2 separate regions of the Mus musculus genome follow, and region 1 is linked to region 2. Evidence: chromatin contacts called from public HiChIP or PLAC-seq data. All regions are on one chromosome and are shown on one strand. The core of a region is the stretch at or near the end of the contact, and the rest is flanking DNA. Distances in the headings are between cores, read along the strand shown. Region 1 has its middle 18 kb from the start of Gm45949. Region 2 overlaps Atxn1 (ataxin 1).

What was found. HiChIP or PLAC-seq counts read pairs in DNA pulled down with a chosen protein or histone mark.
Region 1: a FOXA1 HiChIP or PLAC-seq map of pancreatic cancer cells shows a contact between it and region 2. The contact joins two enhancer-like sites. A contact is called at or near these places in 1 of 484 Hi-C or Micro-C datasets (pancreatic cancer cells) and 1 of 115 datasets of contacts at active chromatin or transcription factors (pancreatic cancer cells).

What each region holds. Positions count from the first base shown.
Region 1 is chr13:46,040,062-46,046,623 of GRCm38.p6, forward strand. No RefSeq gene overlaps it. Among named protein-coding and RNA genes, the nearest start is that of Gm45949, 18 kb to the right of the region's middle. Within about 2 kb of position 3,205, at least 112 of the 459 cell types and tissues checked have an H3K27ac peak or open chromatin away from gene starts, as enhancers often do. A contact at or near this core is called in pancreatic cancer cells, where this site is marked.
Region 2 is chr13:45,691,865-45,699,003 of GRCm38.p6, forward strand. It overlaps Atxn1 (ataxin 1), which reads right to left. Exons shown (of 8, transcript NM_009124.6): 6 at 5,957-6,081. Among named protein-coding and RNA genes, the nearest start is that of Gm34582, 170 kb to the left of the region's middle. Within about 2 kb of position 3,322, at least 42 of the 459 cell types and tissues checked have an H3K27ac peak or open chromatin away from gene starts, as enhancers often do. A contact at or near this core is called in pancreatic cancer cells, where this site is marked.

The sequences.
Region 1 (6,562 bases), core at 1,955-4,454, 350 kb after region 2:
GAATTAAATCAAATGGATGCTTTACACTATCCATTTATCCAAGTCTCCTCTTCCTGGACCCCCACGGCACAGGCCTACCTACCCACAATGGGAGGAATTACTTATAATTAAAATCCGGAAAAATAAACCTCCACCATAAGCTCAGCCACACTGTATGCACACTGGTATATATAACTGGATGAATTCAATGCCTTTAATAGGACTGAAAATCCTCAAGATGAGAGCTAATGTTGCTATGGAAACGTCGCATGCCTTAACTGCAGGACTCGGTTTAAATTTGCAAACTTAGTACCACATTAGCTTTTTTCATATTGGGTTTCTGGTTGATCTTTTTGGAAGATAAAAGAAGAAAAACAACATGTCCTGCTAGTTGCTCTTGTTACATTCACAGCTAAAGGAGAAGGTGGTTTGTAATCATCCATTGCTCCCCTACACATGCATATATATGTATATCCATATATATGCATGTGTATATATTATATATCATATATTATACATTACCCAAATGTGATACAGATTTCTCATATATTACCCATATGATATATTTTATACACACACATACACACCACACACATATCACACACACAAACACACATACTACCAGCACACACAGAAGGAAGCCACCACAAAGAGATTATGTAAGAGTTAGGCAGGGTGAAGGTTTTGTAGCTGAGCAAGATGAATTCAGCTTCAAGGTTTTCAAAAAATTCCCATGATTTTCTTGTTCTCATAGAATTATACGTCCAAAGCTTGGCTCAATCGCTAATGGCTCTTGCATTGAAAAGTCCTAATTTTCCAGAGCTCAGAGCCCTTTAGAGAATCACAAAGGCAAGAGCAAGAGAGCCCAAAGGGCTGACATTGCCTGCAGCCCTGTGCTCATTCACGGACACCGTGTACTCTGCCAAAAAACAAAATTGGGACCCGCAGAGAAGCAACAAGGAGAGAGCACCATTTGGGAAATCGCTCAGGTTATTATTATTCAGGAGATAGAGTGTCACTGTCCCCACCTCTTCTCCAGCCCCTGCCTGTTGCTGCTCTTGACCTGGCTCACGGTAATCACTGACAGCTCTAACAAACTGGCTGGCACTCTTCTGGCTTTATGGTCAGGGGGGGATATGGGGGCCAGAGTTCACCTTAACAACCTCACACCTCCCCTCCGTGTTCCCACCAAGGGGTGACAGCCAAGCCCACCCCACATGACTCTTGCAAGAAATGATAGAGATGACATATGCAAACCCCTGGGTACCTTGCCTAGAATCAAGGGGTACTTCAAGAAATCCTGCTTCCCTGCAGGTGAGAACCGTGCACTGTCAGAGTCTTTGGGGACACTGGAGAGGCATACTGGACTTGGTATGTGTCTGCTGGGGACACTGGAGAGGCACACTGGACTTGGTATGTGTCCGCTGAGTCTTTACGGATTCACAGATGCCCTTTCTTCTCTCACACCCCTCCTCCCCTTGGTTGGTTTTGATTGAATTCTGTTTCTAGTCTACTTACTCAGTCAATTATTTGTCTTGAGTGCTTTGGCTTCTTTTCTCCTAATATCCTAGTGGCTACCACAGGCCAGATATATTATGCATACTTAATTGGTGTAAGAGTGAGTTGGGGGGGGGGTGTGCATAATTTTACAGAGTCTCTAGGCTTTTCTTAGAATTCAATACAAAATTCTGTACAGAGCTTAGCAGAGGTGATTGGCATCCTGAAGCCCAAGCTTCCGGGGTTTTAGACCAGACCCAGCTTTGTCTGAGGAAGCAAGCTGGACCAAGACTCATCGTTTATTAGTCATTTCTAATTAACATTAGCCTGCTGTTCGCTGTGTGTGAACTTCAGCTGAACTAGCTGCAGCCTGACGTTCGGTCTCCCACCCGCTTCAAGTCCTATGCTAGGTCACCTTAGATCTGCTTCTTAAGATACTGACCAGCAGAGGAAGCCATTGCTCCCACAAGGTGTGTCCAGCCATCGTGGAGTGGACCGTCAGAAGGCTCTGCCCTCAATATGGAAAACCTGCAACCTTAGTTTCATTAGTGATAATCTATCCATTAGCCTTCCAGAGCTGTGAAAACTAAATCTCACAGCCTGGCTGATTTACACATTGCTTAATTATTTCCCAGAATTCTTGAGGAGGCTTGCAAGTCTAACGTCTATGGCTGATTTCTCCCGGCTGTCCTCAGGCGGCCTTCCTTCTGTGTGTGCAACAAGGGCAAGATTACTTTGCTGTCCCTCTTCTGATAAGCCGCTAGCCTTGTGGATCAAGGCCCTGCCAAGTCGGTGATCCTATTTCCGTATTGTTTATGTTCAAATGGCCAGGTGATCAAATGGCTTCACGTGAGCATAGAACACAGGTCTACTGCAGGGGAAATGGCTTCCTTGGCCTGTGATTCAGCTTTGCTTCCTAGCCTTTCCTTCCTTTTCTCGGCCTTACATGGCTTCTCTGCTCGCTTCCTCTCTTCTCCCTCCTTCTCCCTCTGCTCTTCTCTCCACCCTCCCTCTTCTTCCCTCTCCTCTCCCCCTCCCACTCGTCCCTCCTCCACCTTCAATGGTATACTTAAACCCAGTGGCCCCTAGTCCTTTCGATGGCACTCAGTGTCTGTGTCCAGTTTCCACAAATTGAAACGGTCGACTAATGGGTAAAGCACAGACAAGCAAGGAAAGCAGACTCGATTGGGAAGGGATGTTTGTGTGAAGGTAGGCGTCATGTCCAAGATATGTGGTGTTATTACAGAACTGTGGGGAAGAAGGGACCCCCTCCCCCCCCCCACCCCGCGCCCACTGGATCAGAGCCCTGTGTAGAGTAAGAAATACCTCATGTAATGTTTTTTCAAATCATCATGTAAATTGGAAGTATTGCTCAAATTAATTCTAATGAGGTTCGGGGTGGGGGTGGGGGGTAAAAAAGCAAAACAAAACAAGTAACAACCAAAACTCTTTAATAAAGTGTTCTAAAAAGAAAAAGGAGAAAAAAAAAAAAAGAAAGGGAAAAAGAAAAGAAAGAATTATCGCCCACTTCTGCACTTCCTGCTTTTGGCAGGGACTGGGAGTGGAAGTCTGAAAACACTGTGAGACAGTCTGTTCTCATGGTATTTCTAGCTGAGAACAGGAAGGAGGGGAACTCTGTGAGAGAGCCTGTTTTGCAGTGATTAGCAGGCCAAAGAAGTTTCGCTGGGCACCGAAGCTTGACAACCCCCGTGAGATCGTCACCTTTATTGGGTCAGCCTACGAGATCTTTGCCGGAAGCAGAGCTATCACCAAGGAGACAAGCAGCGCGTGACACTACTCCTAGGTGGCCACCTCTCTCTAGCCAGAGTTAGGCACCAGAGACGGAGATGGGACCCACTGTGGCCCCTACCCTTCCCTTCCCGAGCCTATGAGGGAGTTAGAAAGATAACGTATCCATAAATGAAAAAATATTTGGAAATCGAAACCGTGCACACTCTGCTATGCCAACTGGGCAGACAATGCTAGGTAGGTGCCCCTCCTTGCGCTGCGCAGGGCTCCCTGTGGGCTTGCATTTGTGCCCCACCCAACCTCGGTACTCTACCCGCTCCTTGCTGGAATAGTCTGCACCTTCAGGCAAAGCTCGTTTCTAGACTAATTGTCTTGCCCATCTCCAGTCACAACAGACTTCCCTGTGTGTGATGTCAATGAGTCACGGAGGCTGAGTCACGTTAGCAATAAGCACGGGATGATTAATGCCTATTGATTGGCTGGGCGTGCTGGAACCAGAATGATTCCAAAGTCTAGACGGGCTCGTACTGTCCCCTAATTACCTGCGTAGGGTTCTGTGCTCTGGTGCCTAACGCTGCAGTAGGCATTCCAGGGAACGCCCTATGGTCAGTATAACTCCAATTAGATGGCATAAATTCCCTGAAGGCATGTACCAATGATGTCTTTACAGGCAAGACCAATCCAGGGCTTAGAGGGAGAGGTCAGGTGTTTCTACCACGCTTTCTCTGAATGCTCAAGGAGGAAGGAGGGGGAAGGGATGAGATTCCCCCCTTCTGAGATCATCCTTCACTTATCATTGAGAATACTGCCTGGGAAAAGATTTTATTTGATGTTTCCCTTTGATGAATTGTACTGATAAAGATGTTCTCCTAACAAAGGACTCGAATTCCAAGCTTGGCTGAAACAGCCATTGCTATGTGTAATTAATTATTTAAACCCAGAGAGTATGCTTACACAGTGAGAAAGATAACATTTGCTAAGGGTCATTTCCACTTAGGGCCCGCCACAATGAATTTACTATGACTTTTGTTTTGTGGGGTTTTTTGTTTTGTTTTGTTTGTTTGCTTGCTTGCTTGTTTATTTCTAAAGAGTTTCACTAAGTAGCCAAGGATGGCCTGTTGATCCTCCTGCCTCAGCCTCCTTAGTGTTGGATTTATCCAGTTAACAATGATATTTTGAGTAATGTGGCGACTTGATATACCCAACCAAGTAAGAGGATGGAGGAAGGAGTTCAGGGTTAGCATAGATTTCAGGATATGTCTATGTTGACATTTTCCAGATCTCTGTGTAAACCTAGGGTGGCTTCATGACTTTTTTTATCTTTCATGCTGGGGATATGGTAACTCAGAAGATGCACACATGAGAACACCATGCCTGTGTCAGGCAGTACAGAGAGTAATACACCCAAATGGTACAAGAAGGTGAGAGAAACAGGAGATAAGTATAAAACTCGGCGGTCCTTAGCATCCCAGATCAGACTGCTGACTCAGGACTGGCTTGTCTGGTGGGTTGGTTTGGTTGCTGTTTTAAAATAACATATCTTTAGAAAACTACATACATGTTCATTGTAGTAGATATAGAACTGAGACTGGAACAAAGGTGAATGTCTATGTCATTCAGAGGCGACCTATTGATCTTTATCACTGAAGTCAGTTTTTGGAGCACCTTATGCGTGTACAAGTAACAACAGGATCCCTTTGCATTGTTGGTCTTCACAATCTGCAGGTTCAGCATTGACAGATTTCACCAACCCTGGAAGGAAATGTTGGGAAAGAGATTGTGTCTGCACACTGAACATGCACAGATCCACTCCCACCCCGTCATCTCTAAACAATGCAGTATGACAAATGTTTGCATAGCATTTGCATTGTATTAAGCCATTGTGAGGAACTTAGAGATTAGTTAAAATATGTGAGAGGGTTAGAAACTCAGTTCAGGGGCAGAGCACTTACCTAACACACATGAGACCCTTGGTTTGAGTCCCAGCACCACACACACAGACACACTCACACACAGACACACACACTCATACACAGACACACACACTCAGACACAGACACACACACTCAGACACAGACACACAGACACACACATTCATACACAGGCACACACACACACTCACACACATATACACACAGAAACACAGACACATACACACACACACACACACATAGACACATAGACACACACTCATACACAGACACACACACACTCATACACAGACACACACACTCATACACAGATACACACACTCAGACACAGACACACACACAGACACACACATCATACACAGGCACACACACACTCACACACATATACACACAGACACACAGACACATACACACATACACACTCACACACACAGACACATAGACACACACTCATACACAGACACACACACACTCATACACAGACACACACACACTCATACACAGACACACACACACTCACACACTCATATATGGGAGAGTGGATATGGTGGTTTGAATGGCCCCTATAGGCTCGTAGATTGGAATGATTGGTAACTAGGGAGTGGGCCACTTTGATAGGATTAGAAGGATTAGGAGGTGTGGCCTTGTTGGAGGAAATGTGTCACTGGGAGTGGGCTTTGAAGTTTTAAAAGCCCATACCAGGCCCAGGTTCTTCCTCTGATTGTAGATCAAGATATAGCTCTCAACTACTTCTCCAGCACCATTCCTGTCTGCTGCTATGCTCCCTGCCTTGATGATAAGAGACCAAGCCTCTGAAACGGTAACCAAGCCCCCAATTAAATGCCTTCGTTTAAGAGTTGCTATTGGATGGATCACACGGCCCCCAATGGAGGAACTAGAGAAAGTACCCAAGGAGCTAAAGGGATCTGCAACCCTATAGGTGGATCAACATTATGAACTAACCAGTACCCCGGAGCTCTTGACTCTAGCTGCATATGTATCAAAAGATGGCCTAGTCGGCCATCACTGGAAAGAGAGGCCCATTGGACACGCAAACTGTATATGCCCCAGTACAGGGGAACGCCAGGGCCAAAAAAAAAAAAAAACGGGAATGAGTGGGTAGGGAAGAGGGGGGGGGTAATGGGGGACTTTTGGTATAGCATTGGAAATGTAATTGAGGAAAATATGTAATAAAAAAAAAGAGTTGCCTTGGTCATAATGTCTCTTCAAAGCAATAGAATATTGACTAAGACAATGGATGTGGATTACATTATATTAAAAAAAAACAAACCACCTCATCAATTTATATAAGGGACTTGAACATCTGTACGCTTTGGTATCTGTGGGGCCTAATTAGATTTAACCTTCTGTAGCTATGGAAAGACTGACATTTATACTCATTTACA
Region 2 (7,139 bases), core at 2,072-4,571:
GGGAGAATTAGGAGTTCAAGATCACCGTTAGCTGTATAACAGCTTGAGGCCAACCTGAGCTATGGGAGACCCAGTATCAACAGACAAGCAAACAACAACAGCAACAGCAACAACAGTAACAAAACCTCAAACGACTGTGAACGAAGATCATTACTTGTACGGCATCCTGTTTCTATTTCAATTTTGGCGAGGTCAATTGTTTCAGGAACATAAGCACAAGTAGATAAAAAAGACCTTGCAAAGAAAGACCAACTTGCTTCAAAATAGGCTTCAAAGAATGCAGTTTGCTGCCTCATCTAAAGGGGTTCTGTGCTTCTGCAAACCGCTCTCAGCGAATCATGTAATATATTCACCCAGATGAAAGAAGATAAATCAGATCTTTCTATCTAAGAGTCTTCTTAGCAATAATCTACTATACAGCAAAGCATTAGATCCCTGGTCCCACAAACTTCTAGTGACAAAAGTCTGGCTCTGAGATCTCAGGTAGCCTGACTCAAAAGCAGCTAATACAAGTTTTATCTTTCAGTGTTTCACACTTCTTGGGGCACACACAAGTATGGATTGACCTTATTCCCTTGCTAGGAAGTTTAAGGCAGAGGCTCCCAGAAATACGGCTCTGAGTAATTCTGCCCAGCACCCCTCTTGGCACACCTGAGTGCCTTGGCATCTCCAACTCCAGTGGAGCGCTTCTGAGATAAGCTCCCGAGCACAGTGAACAGAGATGGCTCAGTCCTGCACGCTGGACTGAGAACTTCTCCTGATTCATAACCTTCTTTTAACAAATAGTATTCTAAAGGTCAGTTAGAAATCGTCACGGTCGGTTAGGCGGCTCCACCCCTTCCTATCCCCACTCCCCCCTGCCCCCAACACAGATATGGCAGGAGTTCACAGACTCTTCTTTGCACAGCTCTTTCCTTCTGTGAGACTGCTGGGGGGTGGAGGGAGCTGAGGAGAGCGTCTGTGCCTGCAATGGCTGGACCTGGCCAAGCAACTCAGAGAGCAACAGTTAAGACTCCTCTCAGAGAGAATGGCCTATACTCGGGTCTCCAAGAGGTTCCTTCTCCGGGTAACATACAAGGGAAGCGGCCCGAAATGAATGAAGCTACCATAAGTGAGATTTGAAGGAGGTGAGGGGAGAGATTCAAATGAGCAAGACAGGAAATCCTTGTAGAATCCTGCATGGAAAAGGACAGAGCCTCCTCACCTGTGGTCCACAGGCCAACCTGCAATTTCAAACAAGGACTAAACATGTGGAGGGAACCCCCTGTACACACACACACACACACACACACACACACACACACACAGATGATAATAAAATGTCCTCTCTCAGACCCTCTTACCTATTTCAGAATGTTTGTATGATCTAGAAATTGGTATCGCAGATGCAAACCTAAAAACTCCGACCTGACAGACACATCAGGAAACCACTTGAGTGTTCTTAGAAGAATGTGCACGTGCGGTTTTCTTACTCCTAGACCAGAATTCACACCCCTTGTCTCTGTGCTGTTTGAACAGGCAGAGTGCTGTTTGGTTTTGCCTGCTTCTTCCTAGGTGCACTCTAAATGGTATTCTAAGCAGTTATTCTGATAAAGGGCTGGAAAAACACCCAAGCTTTAGGACACCTTCATTCCTGTCATCCTCAGAAGCAGGGAAGTATGATGTGGCCTTCCAAAACTGGCTTCTGGTAGCTTTCTCTCCTCCCAAACACCACAGAGCAGAAGCTGGGCCTCATCTGAAGTAACCCATCAATTCTTTCCTCTAAGTGGTATGCCTGAGGGGGAACGCTCCCCGTGACCTTGTGCTTAGCTAACTTCCCGTGTCATGCAGCACTTCCGGCCCAGCTCCGTGCCAGGAATAAAAGGGAACGCAGATGTCAATGAAATGACGGGGCTATACGAGATAAAAAGATCGCCATCTGTAGACAGTCATGTGTAGGCTGCTCATAGACAAGAAACCACAAACCACTCAGTTGGAAAAGAGGAGGAACGGCGTGGGGTGGAATTTTGCTTTTTAAGTACCCCAAAATCCCCCAGGCTCACTAATAGTTACACTATAATATGATGGCCTTAAATGCTTTCCCTACCCACAGCAATATCACACATATCACAGACATTTAGCATCTACTCCTACACTGCAGTGAGATCAGTGGATAAGACTGTGACTCTCCAACACTTACACAAAAAGTCAAACATGGCCATGAGACACATGTGACCTTAAAACGGTGGCAGGGCACGGAGACAGGAGGACCGCTTGGGCTTGCTAAGCTGTCAGCACCCACATTGTCTAGCTTCTATTAGCCTGTAATTCCTGCTGCGGGGAACCTGATACCCCCTTCTGGCCGCTGAGAGTACTCTCACTCATGTATGCACACATATGTACAATTAAAAATAAGGACATCTTAAAGGTTGTTAGATTTACTCACGTTTGCGTGTCGACAAATATATCTGGGCATACACACACCATGTCAACGTATAGGGAGATCAGAGGACAATTTGAAGGAGTTGGGTCTCTCCTTCGATCACGTGGGGGCTGAGGGCCTGAATATATATCGTTAGAATTGTTGTGAGCCCCTTTAGCTGCTAAGCCAGTGGCTCTCAACTTTACTAAGGTGGTTCCTCAGGTTGTGGTGACCTCCAGTCATAACATTATTTTCACTGATACTTCACAACTGTAATTTTGCTACTGTCATGAATCATAATGTAAATATCTGTGCTTTCTGATGGTCTTAGGCGACTCCCGTGAAAGGGTTGGTTGACCCCCCCCCAAGGGGGCCAGGACCCACAGGTTGAGAAGTGCTGTGCTAAGCCATCTTTACATCAGAAGGCTACACTCAGCGCATTAAGCCAAAAGCACCGGAAACCTAGGTTGTAGCAAACCATTGGTTTTTAAAGGAGTTAATGAGGAAAAAGGAGGAGCTGATCTGCTCCACGGCAGAGCAATGTCTCCGTGACACTCGACACAAAAGCTACAACTGCAGAGGTCATTCACTTCCATTTCTCTTGTTGTCCATCTTGAAATGTGTCACCGTGTGTGTGTGTGTGTGTGTGTGTGTGTGTGTGTGTGTGTGTGCTGAGACCCAGGTCACATGGCCACTTGCCACATCGACTACAAAATTCAGGTCTCCTGACTCCTCCTCCTTCAGCTTTCAGTGCCTTCCCCTTCCTGTGCAAGGCTTGAAGCCTCTCAGCTCTCTGAGAGCCAGGTGGAGACACACACACCTCTGTGGGTAAAGGCCAACTGTTAGGAAGAGTGTGACAGAAGGGAGCGGCTGCTAATGAGACAGGCCTGAGTAATCAGGCTGAGGCGTTGTCGGCAGGAGCTGATGAGGCTGGACCGCTTGGCCGAAGATGCTGTGATCACTGCTCACACCTGACAACACCCACACTCATACCCGTCTGCGTGCAAATACACATTCCTTGGCGATCCCTGTTTGTCACACCCTTCTGAGGCACCGGCCTCAAGGCTCTCAGGGCATGAGGACCAAGCTGAAAATAGAAACGGAGGGTTAGAAGGGTGGGGCAAGGTTCAAGCAATTCAAGCAGTGAAAAGAAAGTCCTCGAAGCATGCCTGAGGAGGTCACTGGAGTTTCACATTTTCTTCTTCTCTGCTCACTCTGTTTACAGAGAGATTCTTCAAGTGCCTTAGAGTTGACCGTGTGGTATCTCCAATTTTACTCTTCAGGACCTTAGAGAACTTTTATATCTGAGGTCTGATATAAGCCCTTAATTGCAACAGTGTAAAAGGCAAACCCACCATAACAGTCACAAAGCTGGCCTGGACCAAAGTAACTCCTCTCATTTAAACGGAAGTTAGGTCTGAGAGTGACTTTCTGTAAGACTCATGCTTCCCAGGAAAACAGCAACTTAGAAAACATCATGATGCCAGCAAGTGACCTGCCCAGCAGTGTTTGCGGTGAAACATCCTAAAACTTAAACCCAACAGGGCCCCAGAGTTGTCCGTGAGCGTGACGAAAACTTTTATGAGAAAATAACGTATACAATTCTCCCCCCATGCTGCAGCCCTAAACCAACATGTCCGTTGCTTATTGATTAGGAGGCGTACAGCAACCCACAGATTTATAAAATAACACTTTCTTTGGTGGTGATGGGGGTGGTGAACTGCCTGGGGTCATCGATATATTTGACCTTAACAGTATGACTAAGAATAAAGGACATGGCCATGGGTTCCAGGGCAAGTCACAAACTTATAGAATCCACGGGAGCACACCCACCAGTGAAAACATGCTAAAACAGCAGCGCCTTCCATCAGCTACAATGAGGGGCAGCAAAGTATTGCATTTAAATTCAAGTGTGTTCCATAGCTGCAGTTGCTCATGGAGGCCAGTAGAGGGCACTGAATCTCCTTGGGCTGTAGTCACATAGAGTAGTGTGTTACTCTGATGTGGGTGCTGGGAACTGAACTCTGGGCCTCTGGAAGAGTAGCATGTGCCCTCAACCTCTGAGCCGTCTCTCCGGTTCCAGGAAGTTTTAAACTGAACGAGTTAATTTTGGCAACACTATTAAACCACTACGAAATAGGGATAAATATTTTAATATATATCACAAGATGGTTTTGAGAATTCTTTTGACATTAATACCCTTTTTCTCTCGGATATTTGATGTATCTATCTCAATTTTATGAAATCTTTTAGGCAATCATAAAGAGTAAGTGATAAAAGACTGAAAAGTAACTGTGATTGAGTCACCAAGAAATTCAGTGGGTAAGGAAGGGCACAGGCTACCAAGCCTGACCACTTAAACTTCAGTGAATAAGAACCTAATAACAAGCTATTCTCTGACCCCGACATTCAACCTCTCCCCCAACACAGACAGGCAGTAAGTATGATTTTTAAAAAAGACCTAGAAAGTTCAACATTTATAATATATATGTTATAAAATGTCCAGTTACATGTATACCACACACCCAGATTCTAATTGAAGTTGGCTCTTTATGTTCTGAAAGGCGAAGATATTATTACTTTTTTCCCCCAGCAGTATCAACTGGCTATCCAGGACTTTCCTGTGGTTATATTCTTTCCTGGTCAACACTCTCCTAGATTTTGTGGTGTGTGTATGGGGTGTGTGTGGTGTGTGTGTGTGTGTGTGTGTGTGTGTGTGTGTGTGTGTGTGTGACAGTCACATTCAAACAGCAGATCTAGGCAAACCCATTTCAAATTTCACAGCAAATAAGCTCCTCGAAGCTCAGAGTGGGCCACTTTATCAACTACCAGACCCTGAAACTTGTCAAGTGTCTTCAGCTGACATGAAGCACGGTTTACTAATCCCAACATCGCAGACAATCACCCTGATAAAAGCCAGTAAATTAGCCAATTCTAAAACAGAGAAAAACCCTAAATAACCATTCTTCCATACAGGCCTGACATTTTAAAGGTTAAAAACAAGCAAACAAACAAAACCCAAAACCAAAACAACAGAAACAAAAACCAAATTAATCAACCAAGCAACAACAACAAAAACCCGAAACCAAATCAACAACAGCAACAGTAGCAAAAGAAAAAAAAAATAAGAAACCAACAACAAACATTCTGGTTAAGTGAAAGAAACCCAAGACATATAATAATATTAGTTACGCATGGAAATCCAGGCCTTTAATCCTCATCTCATTCATCATGCTAGAGGAATGTGGCCAATATTGCCCTATACATTTGATACCACCGACTATGCCAATTGCAAGAGCATAGAACCCTGTAATTCACTTTTGGTGTACAAGCAGACCATCAGCTCTGCTCCACAGCAGCTAGGGGAAAGGCAAGTGTGTAGTTAATAAAAACAAAACAAAACGAAACGAAACAAAACAAAACAAACGAGTGATCATCCAGGGCTCACACTGATAGCCCCTCACATTGGGCAACACCCAGGGCTCACACTAGCAGCCCCTCCCACTGGGCTCACCCATCTTTACAAGGCAAGTCCACAGACAGTTGTTCACTTACAGCATTCACTATGCTCTGCTCCCAGGAAGCCTCCCTGAGACTTCACCATGGAAACTTCCCTCAGCAGCTGGGATGCCCAGGTTCTGGTGGTGTCTTTCTTTCTTTCGCAGAGAGGTTAGAAATACCTGGCATGAGAACAACCCAGAAAAAAAGGATATGGTAAATGCATCCATCCAATCACATCATTCAACAATCCGGACATCTGGTCAACCAATGTCATATTTCGGCAAAGACCATTTACCAGGACCTGTTTCAGTTAGTTAGTTAGTTAGTTAATTTGTGTGCTATATTTTTGTTTGTTTGTTTAATTGACTATCTGACATAACCAACCTTTTTTTTCTTCCTACATTTTTTCCCTCTCCCATGAAGTTGAAGCCAATTCTAGGAAACTTCAAACCTAATCCCAGGTGATATACAAACTTGCTCAAAAGAAGCCACTCACTATTTGTTAGAGTCTGGTGTTCACCTGTAATCCTAGTATTAGGGATGTAGAAGCAGGAGAGCTAAGTCAGACCCTGTCTCAAAAAATACCAAAACCAGCAAGGAGAGGGAGGAGGGGAGTCAGAGAGAGAGGAGAGAAAAATGTTAGAGGTATAGTTCAGATGTATAGCACTTTCGGAGCACCTGAGTTCCTGGGCCTAATCCCCAGCACTGGAAAAACAAACAAGATCCCCAAATAAGTCTCTTGACTTAACTCAGGAAAAGGAAGCGAAGACTACAATCTCTGGCCATTTTCATACCTCCCAGTGAGACTGGGAAGATCAATAAGAGCTCTTGAGAAGCACTCGAAGTTCCCCAGAAGACAGACACTATGTCAACAGAAGGTGTTATTATTGGTCACAGCCTGCCACTGAGCTCTCTGAGCCAGAGGGTAAAACCTAGCTTTGGCTGAGGACCAAGCATCAGGCTCTCCCTGGGGCACTCAAACATTGACACAACCCCCATGCTGCTGTGGTGCAGGAGGGAAGAAGATCAGAATTGGAGATTCTTGGAATCTCCAGGAGAAATTTAAGAACATAAAGGTAGGAAGGAAGGAAGGACAGGACAGGAAGCTAAAACTGGAAAGGACACAAGGCACACTACAGAGCCAGGAAGGGGCATAGTGATCTGGGTCGCAAGCAAAGGGCTGTCTTCAATTGCAGATCCACGGTGTTTCTTGTGCCAGTGTCTGCAGAGCTATGAA